Regions from separate parts of the Triticum aestivum genome. Here region 2 is linked to region 1. A link is a contact called in public Hi-C data. All regions are on one chromosome and are shown on one strand. The core of a region is the stretch at or near the end of the contact, and the rest is flanking DNA. Distances in the headings are between cores, read along the strand shown.

Region 1 (3,641 bases), core at 345-2,844:
TGATTATAATGAATTGGGCTTGTTTGTCACAACTGCAGAAAAATTTGAAGAAAATTATGCCTGCTGGTTTATTCATATTCATATGTAAAGCATCAAATTTTAATACCATCACAAGCTAAAAGAATTAAATTCAAGAAAAATGAAAATAAAGACACATTCATTGTACATACATACTTTTGACCAATCAAATTGCAAGCCAAGGGTGCTCCACCGGAGCTTGCGCACAAGAGCAGCTGCCATGGTCGACTTAGGTCTTTCCTCCTTTTGGATCTCTGAGCCATCCACAAATTTGAATTTACCCGGATGTGCATTTTCCCCAACATTATTCTGCTCAATTCTTTCTTGGCCATTGGAACTTTGCACTTCAACCAAAATCTTTTGGTTTTTAGCAGCGATGAACAAGTCAGAAATTGGACCGTATGTAGCAGTCAAGTTAGTTCTATTAGGAGGCTGTGGGAATGTTTTCAAGCTTTCCCTGATCCAATAGCATTGTTCCTCAGTTGATAGAGCACCAGGGATGAAATAGAATCCTACAAAAATTGAGGCGCGAAGGGTATTATCAGTACTATTTCACAAACGAACATTATAATGAGATTACGATGATTGATGGATATTAGGTGTGACGATCAAGTGTTGGAACCTGAAATGTTGACATAAATAGGCAAGCAAAACCCTAATTACTCAAAAGTTATGATGCCATTCGTCCTCCTTTTTGGATACACATATACAGATATACTCATGATGAAGAACTTGCTGACATAATAGTTCAGGCATAGCATATGTTCCACATAGGAGGGGTTAAGGGAAATCATGAGTTCCATATGAAAATTTGACATTCTCTGCCGCTCATGTTTGGGACAAAGTTAGCATTAATGTGAAAATTGCACAAGCACTGGAATAAACAATTACTCCCTCCGTCCCATAATATAGTTGTTATATTACGGGACGGAGGGAGTAAGAAATAATTTTATGACCCAAAACCAGAATCAGGAAGAAATTTTGTAAGTTGCCGCTGTTCAAATGCAATGTCCTGACTTGCAAATTTGTAAGAACAGAAATCCAAACTGGATCAAGAATAATCGTAAGTATCGAAAACAAAGCAATATTGGGAGAAATTGTGGAGTTACCCGGCCGGTCGAGGAAGCAGAACACGGGCAGGTGGAAGCCGGCGCGGTCGCACCTCCGGATCCCGGCGGGCAGCTCGCCTTCTCCGGCAGCAAGCAGCGCGTGGAAGTCGACCACCGCGGACAGGTCCCCGCCGCCGCCAAACCCACCACCACCGGCTTGCTTGCCCCTGTAGCGCTTGAAAAGTCAGGGTTCTGCTATGCTGTTTCCGCACAGAGATGGCAGAGAGACAGGGAGAGAGAGAGACCTGGATTTCGACCTGCCCTTGCGACTGGGTGGCTTGTAGAGCTTGTACTGCTTCTCGGCCCGCCGGAACGCCGTGCGCTCCGCGGCGCCGCCGGGCTCCGTTTCCGCGTACATCGCCGGCAAGTGTGGCGCCGCCGCCGCCGCCGCCGTTCTCGCTGTATTCTCTCGTTTTTCCCCTTCGGACGGTGGTCTTGGTCCAGGGAAGTTAATGCGCCGAACCAGTTTCGGTCCAGGTTTGTGTCTCCCTCCTCGACTGGGCCAGGAACTGTACACAGAACCAGGCCCGGCCCAGGTTTGATGGCTGACGTGGATAAATTAGAAGGTCCGTCTCAGGAGACCGAAGTAGTTAATCAACCAGATCGATCGCTCTAGGTTTTCATCACCGCCGGCGACTCTTGGCAAGGGCGTGCGCGGTATGGCTGCCGCCGGAGGGCCGCCGGAAAGACCATCCCCGAGGGCCATCTTGGGCGACCTGCAGACATGCACCACTGAGCCCGCTATCGGAACAGGAACGGCAGAGACGAAAGACTCTGCTGCCGAGTTCAACCAGAAAGAGGTTGACGACAATGCCGGCGATGGGTACCATGGCATCGGCGATGAAGGCGTCGGGGGCGACAATGATCGAAGCGGGCTCCATCGCATCGGCAATGACGGCGTCATCGTGAACGACAGCGGCGATGATGATGACGACGACGACCGCAGGAGCAGCTAGCGAGTATGATGATGTCGACAATGGGGGGTTCTACAGACCGCAGGACATGGCCAACTACATCAGCGAGGAGACGGCGATAGCTGTGACGAGAGGGACTATCCACCACCCGGTCACATGATCGACTACAACGGAGACAGCAAAAACCTGAACTTAGCCTACTCCTTTTCTAAGTACCGGGTGGAGCTCTTCACCGTGCGCCCTCGTTTCCACTTCACGGGGTCCTTTGCCGCCACCGACGGCTTTGGTTGCCACATCTGGTCCTCGCAAAGAGGAGACATCGTCGATCCACAGAACAATCTGATACTCGAGTCGAGGAGCGCCCTGACGGACACCTTCTGGGTCAAAATCAAGATCCCGGGGGACAACGGCGAAACCAATGATCACGACAATGGAAACTTCTCGTTCACGGTGAACCTGTACGCGTGCAACAAAGTCATAGACACGGCCGCAAGATAGACATGACCTTCATGGCGCTGCACAAGGCTATATAGGCCAACGTGTACGTCAACCTTGATCTCGCGCCTCCCGGCCGGTGCCACTGGGACTGGCACCGTCTACCATGTCTATGGCGAGATCACCGCGCACCACGAACTCTACGACGGTGAGAGTGTCGTGCTCTTTTCTCGTGGAGAAGAGAACAAGGAGGAGGTCATCGATGGCGAGCTCCCGCTATCGCGGAAGTGTGTGGCTGTTCCGATATACATGGAGCCGCTCCTGATACTCTACCTGGACCTGCACGTTGCAACTCACTATGATCGTGATGACGAGGGTCACACCATCGCCTTTCGAGATTATATTACCTTTTACCCTGATCAATATGTAAAAAGAATCTGCAATGCCGACCATGGTAAAGTTAAAGTGCAGATTTCATACCAGTAGTTGGGTGCACAAAGATGTAAACTGAACTGAAGTTCTATAATTATGTATGGAGATGTCCTCACAAATCCCAAGGGAGGGAGTACTAATACTATGAGCTTACATAAATTCTAGGCACAATTACTATTTTTTGGGCCATACAAGTGATTGCAGTTGTAGTCACTTTTATTAGAATGTTGTAGTACCAGATTGGACCAAACCACGCGCTCTCCTCCATGATATTGATCATGATGGAGCATCAGTAGTTGGGGTGCCCATTACGCATTCTTTGAGACACTTAATCTTCATCAGTGACTCATGGACTTTTTTGGGCTTCTTCTCACATCAAGAATTCGAGATGGCTGAGTGCAGCCTGTACCATCTCCTTGATCGTCTCAACACTATCCGTTTCTTCCATCTGAAAAATATAATAACTAGATTTTCAAAGAATATAAATGGCTGCAGATATTTGCACAAAATGTAGTGAAATTATGTGCATGCTAGCAAATGCATATGTGTAATCCATGTGGTCACAAGCTTAAGTCAAGCCAACGCATGTCTAATGAGTCGTATGAAAGAAAGTGTGACTAAAATACATAGTCATATGAACTGGCAACACGGTCATTGATCAACGTAATTGGAAAAATTATGTTATGCAATAAGTTTGCTGGCAATCCCTTTTTCAGAACAGCGGCATGGCTCT
Region 2 (3,641 bases), core at 584-3,083, 200 kb before region 1:
TGATCATTGTCGGTAGCAGGCAGATTGGCTAGAGCATCAGTATTTGTATCAGAATCAGCACATTCTCCGCCTTCAACAATGTTACCATTTCCATTATTAAGCACAGGAGCATAGACAGACTCTTCTAGACGACGTACCTATATGAATGAGAATACGCGTAAAGTTACTGACTGTAGCAATCATTATATGCAACTTAAAAAAAGAAAAATACTTCTGAAAGAGGTCACTCAAATGTAATTGCGTGTAAGTAATAAACTTGACCGGTCAAAATTTGGTGAATAAATGCTACTCATTGGATGGATGTGGGTTACAAGACTGGTAATGCTTGTAGCAGCATAGAGCATGCCGTTATTTTGAACAAGGCATATGTCACATAATAACGAATAGTGCACAACAACAACAAAGCCTTTCAGTCCCAAACAAGTTGGGGTAGGCTAGAGTTAAAACCCATCAGATCTTGAAACCCAAAATAATGAATGGTGTGTTTCAAATAAATAGTGTATCACAATTTGATTGCAGAATTTAGTGCATGGGTAATTACCAGCAAGCTACCAAAGGGATGCGAAGCTACCCATTTGTTATGCGCTGTACTGACAACGCGCAAGCGTGGAAAGCCGTTTGGTACTTGGAATTCAGCATGTTTCACATGATCAATGAAAATGACCTGCATTTCAAGGAAATAAATTTATAAATAAACAAGCAACATCAGCACATTCAAACAGTTTGTAATTTCCATAAGTGCGGTCGGAATGTTTCTTACGCTCAGAATGTGCACACAGCCCTTGAGAAGAACAAAGGGTGCATCGGATTCCTTGAACTCCATGAGTCCTTTGAGGAGATAGTCAGCAACGAAACCGCACCAGTCCATCTGTTTGAGGTTACCAACCTTCTGAGCAGCTCCGAGCAAGGACCGGTTGACAAGCATGGTTGTATTTGGCGCTAGATAAATCGCGAGTATCACCATCATGAAGGCTGTACAGAAGGGTTCCTCCTCGGTTATGCCACACATTTCTTCGGCCAGTTCCTTTGCCTTCCTCACTTTAGTAGAAGAGAAGTGACTGTAGGGAGACTGCACGACTGGGATGGGGCCTGAAGGGATCCCAAGGATAGACTTGACGAGCGGCCTGACCGGAATCGACACGCCGCCTTCAAACTCGAGCGCCTCGGTCTCACAACTGAACCTGCCAACCAGCCACAAGGTAAGGGCCTTGTTAATCTCGAAGTCTGCCATGGACAGCAGGCTCCCAAACCCGATTTTTCTGACGAAGCCCTTCTGCTCCTCGCTGAGAAGCCCCACAATCTGCGGGATGAGGTGCGGGGAACATCTGTACGACGCCGTCCCGCTCTGCAAGGCATGGGCGGATTCAGCTGAGGAGACGCGGATGTAATATGAATGAACTGAATGAGTAAAGCAGAGCAGAGGAGTTCGTACCCAGCCCTTCGGGAGAAGAGCAGAGGACTTCTTGGCAGATCTGCTTGGTGGATTGCCACCGCCCACGGCATCCCCCCGCTTTCCGGTCCTGCTGGGATTGGAACGCGCAGCAGGACTGGAACCCATGGCCGTGTGGCTAGGGTTTCAGAGGGAGACGGTGACCAGCCCAATAGGCGGGGAAATCGATCAGAAAAGGAGCAGATTCTTGCTACCAGTTAGTGGATCCGCCGTCTGGCGGGCATGCGCGAGCTGCGGTGCCGGTCGCCGGCGGGGTGCGCCGGCTGGAGTGGAGCGGCGGCGGCGGCGGCGGCGGCGGGGTTGTGGGGAAAGAGGAGAAAGGGGGGAAGAAGAGCGAAGCCAAAAAAATGCCAATGCCTCGAAATATTTGGGCGACGCTCTCTGGCGCGAGCCACCAATCGGTCAGCTTCGGCAAAGTAGGATTAGGCCAACCACAGCCGTTGGATCTCGGCGCTGGCTCCTAGGTGGTCCTGGTTGCCCTAGCATATCCTGGTTCCACTCCACCCGCTAGCACGGAAAAACGCGCGTGTCTCGCGCGCCGCAGCGTTATCCATGCTTGTAATGTCTGCGTCCCCGCTTCCCGTCGTGCTCATGGCTGTGTCGCTCGACGTTCGCCAGATAAGCCGTCATCGGTTGCAGCATGACCTGCCACCGGTCGCAACCTCGCCATAGTCGGTTTTAGTGTGGCGCGCCACCGATCACAACCCACGGCCGACGACCCATGATCTGTCGTGTTGCCGCCATCCCTAGGTGCTTGCAACATTGTCCTCATCGTTAGTCACATCGGCGCTGCTCGTAGCATCTGGTGGCCGGAGTTGCAGCACGCGCTCCCCCGTCTTGTCGTCACATATCGTCTTGCAGCGTTGTCACTTTCGGCTGCTCGCAGCATCATCATGTCCCCTGGCAGTATCGATCGTCGTCATGTCTCGTGGTAACACTGTCACAACCGACCGCGTAGCACCCGCCAGTCATGTTTGCAACATCATCGACTCAGAGTTCAAGCATTGTAGCTCACTAGTTCCAGCAATCCACCCATATGCTATCGTTGGCTCGCCGTCAGCAATTACAACATTGTCCGCATGCCATAGAAGCACGTTTGTGCACCTTCCAAGTTCCAAGTGATGAGTGGTATTTTTGCGCTTATTATACCATTGTTTAAACCGAATAATCCCAAAATTTTCGAGAAAAGCACTCCGACATGACTAATGAATGTGAGAGATCGTGAAATCCTTGTTTTTAATATGCTTCCGCAAAAAAGAAGGGCCTAAGTATGGAAAGGAATCATCACTTAGGAGGAAACAAGAAGAATAGAGGAAGAAATGAAGGAATTGAAGGTGCGGGAAATGCACCAGAGTGCAAGACGACCTTTGGTACGAGCGCACGCGCTCATACCAGTCGTCGTCGACTTCAGGAGGTCCAACCACCCAACCTTTATAAAAGGGCCTACACCAGAATCGCAATAGAGAGAGAACACCATTCATGAAACAGGGCACCATAACCATCTTCCAACCCTAGATGCCACCATTTTCCCATCTTATTTCCATAGTTGTAGCCACCATCATCACCACAACAATCCTCTCTCCATGTTAGTCATACTTGTACTCATGTATCACACTTGGCAACTACTGTAAGACACATCATCAGTAAAGCATTCATCTTTGTGTCTTCTTCAATGAGTTCATCTTGCGATCCGATTGCCATGTGTGAGTAATTCAATAAGGCAATGGGTTAAGGCACTGCCTTGCAAACTGGATGGTCGGGACCGGCTACCCAATAGGTACCCCTAAGCTACCTAGTGCCTAAGCCGGGGGTATATTCTCGTGATGATGACCCCGACTTCCATGAGGATGAGGATCTATCCATTATTTTCACGGAGGGGATCTTCTATCAAGAGAGCCTTGATGGCTCCAAAGTATCCGTCATTCCTGACTTGCCAGGGGTTCTAACGTTCTCTATGGTAGGGTCCCCTCAAGCCTTCTTCGAAAGAGATCTTCTGCCTGAAAGACCCCGAGCACCCTGACTTCTCCTCCAAAGGGTCGCCACTCAAAGCATCCGCTGACTGATTCAGCCTCTCAAGGGTGCCAACCACCAGGCGACCAAGGTGCCGCTCAGGAACCAGCCACTGTGGCAGTAGAGAAAGTCACACCTCCCGAGACAGGTAAGTTTTATTAATAGCAAGCTCAAAAAATTG

The links. A called contact is a pair of places that touch in the nucleus more often than the background predicts.
Region 2: a contact with region 1 is called in a Hi-C map of leaf, with 4 times the contacts expected there. The contact joins the promoter of LOC123059876 here to the promoter of LOC123059872 in region 1. A contact is called at or near these places in 2 of 5 Hi-C or Micro-C datasets (both in leaf).

What each region holds. Positions count from the first base shown.
Region 1 is chr3A:15,377,045-15,380,685 of IWGSC CS RefSeq v2.1, reverse strand. It overlaps LOC123059872 (alpha-ketoglutarate-dependent dioxygenase alkB), which reads right to left and starts at 1,594. Exons shown (of 7, transcript XM_044482406.1): 1 at 1,373-1,594; 2 at 1,128-1,294; 3 at 175-530. The coding sequence starts at 1,485. It overlaps LOC123059873 (transcription factor BHLH6), which reads right to left. Exons shown (of 5, transcript XM_044482407.1): 5 at 2,978-3,356. The coding sequence ends at 3,279.
Region 2 is chr3A:15,579,626-15,583,266 of IWGSC CS RefSeq v2.1, reverse strand. It overlaps LOC123059876, which reads right to left and starts at 1,833. Exons shown (of 10, transcript XM_044482409.1): 1 at 1,433-1,833; 2 at 761-1,345; 3 at 542-664; 4 at 1-137. The coding sequence starts at 1,558.